Linked DNA regions of Manis pentadactyla: region 2 is linked to region 1. Evidence: chromatin contacts called from public Hi-C data. All regions are on one chromosome and are shown on one strand. The core of a region is the stretch at or near the end of the contact, and the rest is flanking DNA. Distances in the headings are between cores, read along the strand shown. Region 1 holds the start of FAM131C (family with sequence similarity 131 member C). Region 2 holds the start of FBXO42 (F-box protein 42).

What was found. A called contact is a pair of places that touch in the nucleus more often than the background predicts.
Region 2: a Hi-C map of skin fibroblasts shows a contact between it and region 1, with 9 times the contacts expected there. The contact joins the promoter of FBXO42 here to the promoter of FAM131C in region 1. A contact is called at or near these places in 3 of 3 Hi-C or Micro-C datasets (blood, fibroblasts and skin fibroblasts).

What each region holds. Positions count from the first base shown.
Region 1 is chr4:11,562,935-11,568,304 of mManPen7.hap1, reverse strand. It overlaps FAM131C (family with sequence similarity 131 member C), which reads left to right and starts at 2,152. Exons shown (of 7, transcript XM_036914352.2): 1 at 2,152-2,471. The coding sequence starts at 2,450. LOC118926922 (a long non-coding RNA gene) reads left to right here and starts at 4,327. Exons shown (of 3, transcript XR_005030658.2): 1 at 4,327-4,397; 2 at 4,631-4,838.
Region 2 is chr4:11,784,368-11,789,737 of mManPen7.hap1, reverse strand. FBXO42 (F-box protein 42) reads left to right here and starts at 2,490. Exons shown (of 10, transcript XM_036914372.2): 1 at 2,490-2,699.

The DNA.
Region 1 (5,370 bases), core at 903-3,402:
TGGGAAGGTGAATGTGGGTTTGCAAGTGGGAGCTGCCCACCCTGGCACGGCCCAGTCTCAGGTTAGTGCCAGGGCTGGACTGACAGACAGGAGACCTGGCTTCTAGTCCCCACTCTGCCATCGATTTGCTGGGTGACCTTGGGCAAATCCCTGCTCCTCCCTGAGCACCAGCATGTACAAGGAGAGGACTGAGTCAGTGTGGAGCTGACGGCCATGAATGCCAGAGGCTGGGACAGACAAAACCACCTCACCCCACCACAGCCATATCTCTGAGTTGGGTGGGGCCACTGCCCAGCCTCACCCACCTGTCCCTGTCCTAGGCTGAAGGGGGCACAGTGGGGTTCCCAGGCACCCTCTCTGCTGTGAGCTGCCCTATCCTCTCTGCAGGCACTCCCCCCCACCATCCCCTATACCCACAGAGCAGCCAGGCTGCCAGCTGGGAGCAACAGCAGCTGTGACCAAGCGCCCCGCGTCAGGGTGAGTCAGAGCTCTCTCTCCAAGCCAGATCCAGTCACTCTGCACCAGGCAGAAGGGAAGGGACACTTCAGCCTCCCCATCCCCGGGCTACGCAGGACAGGACCCTGGAGCCTGGCCACAGGCAGACCTGTCTTTCTCACACAAGAGCAGGCACACACCTGGCACTGTGCAAGGAACTGGAGCATCCCTGGTGATCAGGACAGATCTGGAGGGTGGGGCTGGTCTCATGGGGGCAGAACATGGGGGGCTCTGAGCACCTGTGATGAACACAGCACTGACTTTAGGACTGGCATGTCTGTCTTGTTCACAGTGGCACATAGTAGGTGCTTCATACACATCCACTGAATGGAGCTTCTCCAGGCTTCGCATAGGTGCAGGAAAGCTGTGTTCACCATTACTATTATTTATTTTTAACCCTAAGTTAAGTACCTACTGTGTGCCAGATATTTGCATATATTATCTCATGAATCCTGACAGCGATTCTGCAAGATGAGATTTTTACTCCCAATTAACAGATGAAAAAACGGAGGCTCAGGGAGGTGAAGCAATTTGTCCAAGGTCACACCCTTTTGTGTGAGCTGAGCCCCAATTCACAGCCGGTCTGCTGACACCAGCAGCTAGGGCCACTCTCCACCAGACTTTGTTCAAGAGAGGGCACCAGGCCTGGAAGAAGAGAAAAAGCGCAGCACCCACCCCACCCCCTACCCCAGCCTCTGGAAGTCCCACCAGGCCCGACCCTGCCCTGCTAGAGGCCTCCAGCTCCACCCTATGCTCCTGCCTATTCATCCTCCCAAACCCTGCTGGGCCATCCCCAGGTTTTTGAAGGGAACCAGTGAACCTGAGTTCCTCACCTATAAAAGGTTTACAGGTATATGTAAGGATGGAGAGACAAAATATGTGCAAGTGACTCAGACATAGAAGGGCTATGTGCTTGGGGAGGTTTGCTAAGGAGCTGTGGGTGTGGTGATTGTATGTAAATAGGAGTGTGTGTGGCTGTTAGTGAGTGTGTGCTTGTGTGTACAAGTGTGTGGCTGTGTGTTAGCATGTGCCAGTGTGTACGTGTGTGAGAGTGAGTTTGCAGGTGGGCCCGTGATTAGAGTGGCCCACTGTTGCTCCATTAGACAGGATTCCCAGGCTGAGACCCTGGGCCTCAGTTCTCATTGCCCTATATTAGCCCGAGAGGCAGTCTTGCCCCACTTCGGGCCTTGCAGAGGCCATGCAAGGTGATGCTTGATGCCTGTCCAGCAGTGAGCCACTAGTATGCTACTCCCATCACTGACCCTCCACCCTACGCCAGGGTCCCCAGAATGAGGAACTGACGGTCAGAAGTCTCTGTCCCTCACAGCTAAGGGACCTCCGCAAGGCATCTGACTTCTGGGGCCTCATTTTCGTCCCCTGCAAAACAGGTGTAAGGGAAGTATTGTTACTGTGTTCAGCCAGGTGTCTGGTTATTAAATTAATGTTGTGTACTTTGTGCCCCAAAAGCCAGAATCTCCCCGCCCCCACCGCCCCCTTCCCTGACCTTCAGGCCCTGTCACCAGGTGGCGCGACAGGAGGGCCAGAGGTTCGGCTCCTCGCGCCCTGCGTGGCCCGCCACCCTTCCCGCACCCCCCAGCCTTCTCCGACCCCCGCACCCGCCAGCCCGGGCTGCGGCAACAGGTGAGCCGGGCTGGGGCAGGGGCGGGGCCCCTCCGCGCGGCTGGGCGCCCCGGGCTCTGGGCGGGCGGTCCCCGGGGCCCCCGCCGGCGGTGCTGCCCGCGGCCCGCAGAGCGCGCGCGGCGCGGGAGGCGGCGGCGGGCACGACCCGGCGGAGCCGCAGCCGCGGCGAGCGGAGCCCCGGCCCCCTCCGCGCCGCCCGGCCGCCCGCCCTCCAGCTGCGCCGGCGCCGCGCGCGAGCCCAGGCCCGCGGAGACATGAGCGCCCGGCTGCCCGACGCACCCGAGGCGCAGCGCTGCGGCCCCGTGGCCCCGCGATGGGCTCCTGCGTGTCGCGAGGTAAGGAGACCACGCGCCGGGCGGGAGGGGGTGCCGCGCCCCGGGTCCCCGCGCGCAGGACGCGCACACGTCCGCTCAGCCGCTCCGAGGAACCTGGGTGGGGGAGACCCGCCCTTCCCGGAGCAGCCGCACCCCACCCGCGCCGAGCCCCACGCGACACGGTGCCTCGGGGCGGACAGGGCGCGTTGGCGGGGTGGAGAGGACGGCACAGCGGAGAGTGTGGGGAGGTCACCGCATCCCCGCCCGCGTGGAACCACACCCGGCAGGTGGCATGAAGCAGGGTCCTTCCTTCCCAGCAGCCACACACCCCCTGCCAGGTGCTCTGGAGGGCAGGGAGGCTGTGGTTCACCTGGCGTCTCCGGAGGGGCTGTGGGGGCCCCAGGAGAGCAAGCAGACTCCCCCTCCCACATGACCCAAGTCACGGGCCTTACCAGCTCAGTGGCCCCACCCTGTCCCCTTACCCCATGCCCGTGTTCGGAGTCCCTGAACCCCACGGGCAGCCAAGGGTTAACAGAGAGGAACAGATCACAAAGAAGGTACCCCTTCCCCCACCTTTATCCCTAACTCCTCATCCCCACCCCCATCCTCGGTTAGGGGACAGGAAGGGACAGAGACAGCTGATGTTCCCAACAACCCCCGGGCCTTTCTGTCTGTCTCAGCGCTTTAAAAGCCGCCCTGACCGGGCACCCTTCCCTCTCCCCCCTGTGCCCAAGCCCCGCTTCTACCCAGGTGGTGGAACCCCGGAGCTGGAGCGAGCTGCCCTGGGGGTACGGCAGGAGTCTGCCCAGAGCAGGGGGCTTGGCAGGTCGGTCTTTGAACCCTGCCCCCCACCAGCTTTCCAACAGGCTGCCCAGCAACATTCTCAAAGAGGTTCACGGCGCCATTCTCCCACCTGCTCTCTTCACCCCACAGTGTAGAGGCAGGCTCAAGTCCAGCCCACTGACTCCAACCACGAGGCCTTGGGGGCTGCCACCCTCCCCATCACCCCCAGTAGCTTACTCAGGCGCAGAGGGATGAACAGGCCTTAGGGAGGAGCTGGGCAGGCCCTGGAGGGCGCCTTGTCTTGGGGGATGTTCAGGAAGCAGCACAGCACCCCGGCCCTGAATCCTCTGCTGACCAGTCCACGCGGGACATTCAGGGAAGTGCCTCAGGAGGGTGCGAGGGCTGGGGTCATGGGTGGGGGTAGGCTGTGTGAGGGTCAGTCATTGAGCGGATGTTAGCATGACGCCTCCTGTGTGCCAGGCACCGCGTACATACTGGGCACCCAGCACAGCATCTGCTGTCGTGAGGCCTGAGCCTGCAGAGGGAAAGTTGTTTTGAGAGTGAGGAGTGTTTCAGGTTCCTTAGGATTGACAGGCGCTCAGAGTGTCTCCAGAAACCCCTAAACTCTGGACAGGCTTCGGACGTTGGTGCTCTGGGATCTGCTGTTTCTTTGGTGGCTGTGTCCCTTCCCCATCGCTTGGCCATCCTGTGCCAAGCACTGGGGGCCCAGCCCCAGGTGGCCTTGCCTGCGAGCTTCAGAGCAGCCGGACACAGTGCAGAAGCCAGGAAGGAAGAGGGGCTGGCCAAGGTCAGGCTGCGAGGTGGCATCAGGGCTGGGCTGGGGCTGGGGCCCAGGTCCTCGGAGCCCCTACCTGGGGCTGGCAGCCTCTGCCGCACCTGTCTGAGGTCACACCACTCGAGACAAGCTCCCTCCACCCTTCCTGCTGTGGCTGGGCTCCGAGTGCCACCTCCAGATCTCACTGTGTGTTCTAACTTTGTCCCCCTCCTGAGCGGGTCAGGTAGGACCACTGACAGTCTCAACACGCACACAGACAAGTTGGAGGAAGGTGAAGAAGGTATGGGGCCGCTTGAGCAGGCACTCTGGGTGACTGAACACCTACTCCTCCAGTCACTGATATTCTGAGAGTGCTTACCATTTACCAGGTCCTGGCTGGGACATTACAGGCACAACCAGCTAATCTGAGGTATATACCAGGGTCCCGGTTTTACAGAGGGGGAAACTGAGCAGACAGGAGTTGAGTGACTTGCCCAGGGCAAGTCTTCAGAGGCAGCACTTCAGCACAGTTGCGCTGGCTCCAGACCTGGGCCCTTAGCCTCTGCGCACACGGCAGCCGGCCCTCAGCCCCCAGGCGGGTAGCTGTTCCACTCCTCTCCAGCTGCGGGCTTCCATGAGCCTCTGAGCCCCACGCCTCATCTCCACACCTGCACCAATTGCTGATAACGGCCCCCTTGCGCTGGGTGCTGCTCTGGGCCAGGTACGCAGCCTGAAGCCAGGCCGGAGATTACAAGCCTCATGCTGGTGCCCATATGGACCCCAGAGCCTGCACCCAGCCGGAGCCACCCCAGCTAAACCCCAAACCCCAGGTACAGGTCACACGTGGAGAGTCACCCCATCCCAGCATGGGGCAGCAGTCAGCTTTCTGTGCCGGGCCTGAGAGGTTGAGAGGTTAGGTGTGCACACTCTAGTGGCGGCCAGCCCGGGCTCGCATCCCTGCTCCACCATTCACGAGCTCCGAGACCTCAGCCAGCTACTTGACCTTGTACATGTATCTCAGTGTTCTCAGCTCTAACATGGGCATCGTCGGTGGAATTGGTGTCCTAGAGCTGCTGGGAGAGAGTGAAATGACTTAATTCACATAAAGTACTCAGACCGGTACCTGGCATGTGGTGAGCACTTGAGTGTTAGCTCTTACTGTCATTTTTTTTTTTTTTTTTTTTTAGGATTAAGCATTTTAATAGAAAATGTATTTCATGGAGGGGTGATTCCACAGCCTGGGAACACAGAGCATTTAGTATTTCTATGAGTATCTAGAGAGCACACGCAAGGGGCCATGTGCCCGGGATAGACAGAGGATACCCTTGCCTTGATTTTGTTTAGCTTCTTTCCTGCTCTTCA
Region 2 (5,370 bases), core at 1,241-3,740, 220 kb before region 1:
AAAGAACTATAGTAAGTTTTTAAAAAGGCTAGAAACAGAGCAGTGTGTATAGTTTATTGCTATTTGTAGTTTTATTATACGTGTATCCTTGTGTTTGTGTATGCATCTGGTGAAAGATGTAAGGGACTTGTAACAGTAGCCATCTTGGTGGAGGAGAGAGGTTTACCAGGTAGCTGGGGGACTGAAAGGCTACTTAATTTTTATTATATGTCCTTTGTACCTTTTGAATGTTATTCTATGTTTTGAATGTTACCCTATGTGCACAGCTTATTCTAAGTAAGTACATACGTAAGAAGTGGATTTCAGTAATTGATTGGGATGGACTCTGGAGGAAAACTTTTCGTTTACATTTATTAGAGAGGTGATAGCCATCCCTCTCACTTGAGCCTCACCTCTTGTCCCCTCATCTCCAGTCATGTCCCAATCATGTCCCACCCTGCAGAGAGATTATTCTAAAATGCCATTTTCATCACATATCCTCCTTGCCCCCAAATCTCCATGATCTAGGAGATAATATCCAGTTTTTTTCCAAAATTCAGACTATAATATAAACTAGCCTCAAACTTATCCACCTCCTGCCTCCTGTTTCTCTGAAGCAACATTGTGTAGAGTTCATAGGCTTTGAAGTAAGACCACCTGGGTTCAAACCCTGCCTGCGACCATGGATTGAACTACTTAAACTCTGTGCCTCAGTTGGATCATCTGCAAACTAAGCACAATAATAGTACCTACTTAACAGTGTTGGGCACATAGTAAGAGTACACAATAAACACCAACTGTGATTCCTATTACATATTTTGCTTTAATAAAAATATATTTATAAATTTATAAATTGCTTACTACAATTTATACTTTTATATTGACTTATTTACTTGTTTATTGTCTGTCTCTCCCAGTAGACTATAGAGGCCCTTTCTGAGGGTAAGGACTTTATTAGTTTTATTAAAAAATATATTACCATACATATCACATGGGTTGGCACATAGTAGGTGCTCACTAAATATTTGACTGACTGTCCTCTTAGTTGTCAAATTTCCAGTTCATTCATTCATTCAACAAATATCCAGTGAGTCCCTACTGTGTGCCAGTCTCTATATTAGTTGATAAAGCAGTGAACATAACAGACAGAAAAAATCTGTGCTCTCTTGAAGCTGGAGATCCAGGGGTGGAGTGGTTCCATACTTGAACTTGTTCCAACACCATCCAACAGTTACAAAACTAACTGGGCATCAGAATCCCCAGGGAACTTTGAAGAAGTCTGAAGCAGGGTCTAAGGTGGGCCCTGGAACCTGCATTTTAAAAAGGAAGTGCTTAATAGCTGGTCCAGTGTTTCTTACATTGAGCTCCATAGGTTATTTGGTGGGGGGAGAAAGAGATTGGTCCCAAGTTCGACAATTTTTAAGCTTGGGGATTTAATGACACAATTTTAATATATCCTTTACCAGCTGTAATTGCCAAGTTTCTCTTCTGCAGTGACATTTCCCTGAAAGACTTGAATTTCTTAAGTCAGTGTTTCTCATACTGAGATTCCATGAGTGCATTCCCAAGGATCTTTGCATTATTCAATTTTGAGGAACACAGATCTAGTGCTTTCTAGAGCAAGGCTAACCCAAATCTGCTCAATAGTGCCTTGCTCACTCGGACCTATATCCTAAGAGATATCCCAGAAGGTCCATTTTATCCCAGGGTGGTGGGTTGGCAGCTCAAGGTTACTTCAGTTTTAAGTGCAAGAGGTGAAGACTGAAGCCCCGGGGCTCTGTATCTCTGGTATTTCCTTAGACCACATGCGGTGCCATGAAGGGGTCTAAAAGGTGGTCACAGACCAAGTTGCTCCCTTGGAAGGGGATTTTGCTGGAATTCAACGCCTGGTGATAAGTGATAGCATAAAGTACAGCAGCTTGGGAACCAGACAGTCTTGAGTTCAAATCTGGTACCGCCCTGCCGTCCTCCCCATGTGTGGCCTCGGGAAAATGAGTGCTACTTCTCTGTGCCTCAGTTTCCACATCTGAGAAATGGAGCCAGTAACAAGTTACACAGCGCTTGCTTCAGTTAAGGGAGGCTTCACTTGCACAACCAAGGCACTGAGTTCCCTCCCTGAGTTGGCATCCAAGAGCACTTCCATCCGCAACTGCTCTCCGCTGTGTTCAACCGGGCCCCCAGGGGGTACAAATGAGTTAATTCCCGGTCAAACGCCTGTCATAGTCTCACGTCCCTGGGAAAACCGCTCAAGTTGCCCCAGGCAGTGCAAAGGAGGGTGGGTGCAGATCTGAGGTCGGTTCTAGGTACCTAAGGACGGCGGGCGCGGAAGCGCGACGTTTCTTAGCTTCGCTCACCCAGAGCAGCGTTCCAGCTTCTGGAGAACCTCTGCGCGTAGACACGTCCCTTCCCAACATGGCGCCGCCCCAAGGCTGCCTCGCGCGGACCCGCCGCGCTTAAGTGTGCGCGCGCGGCCTCCGCGCCGGGACCCGGCGCATGCGCACTCCGCGCTGTCTTCTCCGGGGCCAGAGCAGCAGGGGCCGCGGCGTTTGAGTGGAGGAAGATGGCGTCTCCGTGAGGCTCGGGGTCCCGCCAGCTGTGAGGGGCCCCGAGTGCGGCAAGTGCGGCCTGAGGCGGAGCGCCTCTGGCCCTGCCCTGTCTTCGGCTCCCTCATCGCTGTCGCCAGCCGAGCGAACCTGAGAGCGTGGCGCGGGCTGGGCCAGGTGAGGCCTCTCCTCCTCCCGGGACCGCGGCGGGGAGCCAGCGCATCCTGCCCTTTATGCCCGGGGCTCGCAGGGGGCAGTGGGCGCCCCGGGTTCGGCGCAGGCCCTGCACCCCGCCCGGCGGTCAGTGCCGGCAGACGTGGGGGCCTTGCGGTCATCATCCTTGGCCTTCCTGTATTAGGCAAGGAGGAGGAGAGCCACTTTCCAGCCAGCCCTTAGGATGGAAGTCATTTTGGCCCCTCTCCTCAAGCAGGGCGGTTCTCAGTGGGGCCTCGAAAGGGTGTATGACCAGGATAAGGGTGACTGAGGGTGTAATATAATCTTTCACCCCACCCCGGAGTCTTTAACGCCTTGCGAGGGAGCCGGTGTCTGGTGCCCTCCAAAATTGGGACTGCGGCGAGGGGCAGCATCTCGGAAGCTGCAAAGGGAAGATTTTGGAATTAGCTTAAAAAATAAAACACAAGCAGCCTTTCCCACCCCTTAGCTTTTTGAGCGTTCCCCTAGCGAAGTGGGAACTGAGGATCTCCTTGATTGAGACAGCGAATCCACGTTGTGACTGTGGAAGGCTTCTGGTGAGAGTTGTTTGTGCAAAGGGAACGGGGGAGGGTGGGAACGAATTTGCAAACGAGGGAGAAACAACGCTAAGATCTTGATGGTCTCTGCAGAGTTAACTTCGGACTAAGGAAGCTCTCGTTCGTTTGAAACCTTTGTTTGGATTGTTAAGATTCGGAGTTGCTGTTTTCTATGAAATCTCCCGAATTTTATTAGTAAAATAAAAGCGTCATTTCATAATCGCCAGAATTTCTGGACTTTTTTGGGGGGGCATTCTGATAGTTTTGGATGAAGATTCAGACACATATTACCAGTTCTCATTTGCTGGCGGGGACGTTGTAGTAGGCTTGTTACTCTTTTTTGAAAACAACTTGTTGTTCAGATGCTAATTTGGAGACTTTGATGTAGTTTCTATCACGTGGGGAAGCCGGTTTGAAGGCTTGTGATCTCTTCCTTGAGAAATGATGGCTTCAGCTGGAATCGTGCTATGGGGAATTGTTGAGGCTATGGTTTTTGGCTTGGATACGCCAAATACCTTTTATGACTAAAATTTGTTTTGTTAGTGCCTAAGAATGATGACATCGATTTAAAGGGACAAGGAAAATTTGAGAGGAAATCCTATCTTTAGAATTGAAGGTTTAAATTTCAGTCTGTAGCTTTTATACAGAATAGTGATGCTCTCAGATTCCTAACTTTGAGATACTATGAGTGGGTGCCCTTTCTCTTGTATGTTGTCATCTTAGACCCTGCAACTTCGCTTTTGACAAGCCCAGTATAAATACAGTACTCAGTGTACATTTGACCCACCGGTGTTTTGTCTTTGAAAGTTTTTAATTGCTAAAATGACAATCGTCTAGTTTATTATTAGCAAATCCTTTGACCATTTTCCCCTTAAATCCTTTTCCATAGAGAGTTGTAGATTTTCTTAGGGATGTAAACCCAAACCAACAACTTCTCCTTGTACAAAATTGAAGAGCCACTCTACATTTCAATTTGCTAAGAGAGTCATGAAATTAATGCAGTAAAACATCCTGGTGGCTTGACACTATGCTTCTTGGCATAATGTGTTGCATTGTTGTGCTAAATCATCATCAGGTATTGATGCAGCTTCATGACACCCATGACATCATTCACTCTCCAGCATTCTGCCTTTAGCAATTCCTTGCCTTCTCATAATCACAAAAAGAACAGATCAGGAAAAATAGCTTAGGATGCTTCTTAATGTCTGATTTCTGGAAGAGTCTTCATCTAACACTGCTTTACGTAGTTAAAACCCTTCTGTAAGATTCAGAGCTGTTTGATTCCTTCCTATTATGAAGTGAAGCCTGGAAAATGCTAGCAAAACCTCTGGGTTATACAAGAATATTGAGGTTCCAAGGAGAAGTAATCCCAAAGATGGATAAATATGTGATTATCTTTGTGATTTCAGGGTTGTTTCAGTCGGTTAACAATGCCTTATAAAACCAAAAGCTACTTGGTTAAATGATGTCCTTTCCACTTCACAAGATTGTTGTGTGGATCAAAGGAGGTAATGTTTGTGAAAGCACTTTGTAAATTAGAAGATAAATGTAAAAATGATTGTTCAATAAATCAGTTTTATGAAAACAACTACTGAGGGTCTTCTGTGTGCTGGGCATTTTGGGAAGTAGGTGCTAATGATTCTAAGATAAGACAGCTTTTGGTCTCAAGCTGCCTGCAGCCTGGTTGGAGAGCCAGACAGGGGAACCAGTTAAGTATATTATAGTGTGAGAAGTGCCCAGAGTCCAACCAAGGGAGTCAGGAAAGGCTACTCAGAGCAGAATGGCTTTCCCCAACCTTTCCTATTGTTCTGCAGAAAAATCTGCCTTCTATGAGTGACTTGCTTTTTATAAAAACTTACCAAAAAAATTTATCTTGAGTTCTTTTCCCCTTTTATTCATTCACTGTCATTGACACTTCCCACACAGTATGCCCCAGTTATGGTTTCTGCATTCTAAAAAACCCAACAGAGTCTTGAGAGAACCTTTCTGAGAGTTAGTCATATGTGCAGGCAACAAACACAGACATTACAGCTACAATTAAAATATCTCAGATTACTAAGTGGCAACAACTTTAGAGTGATGATGTTTTGCTTTTTGTT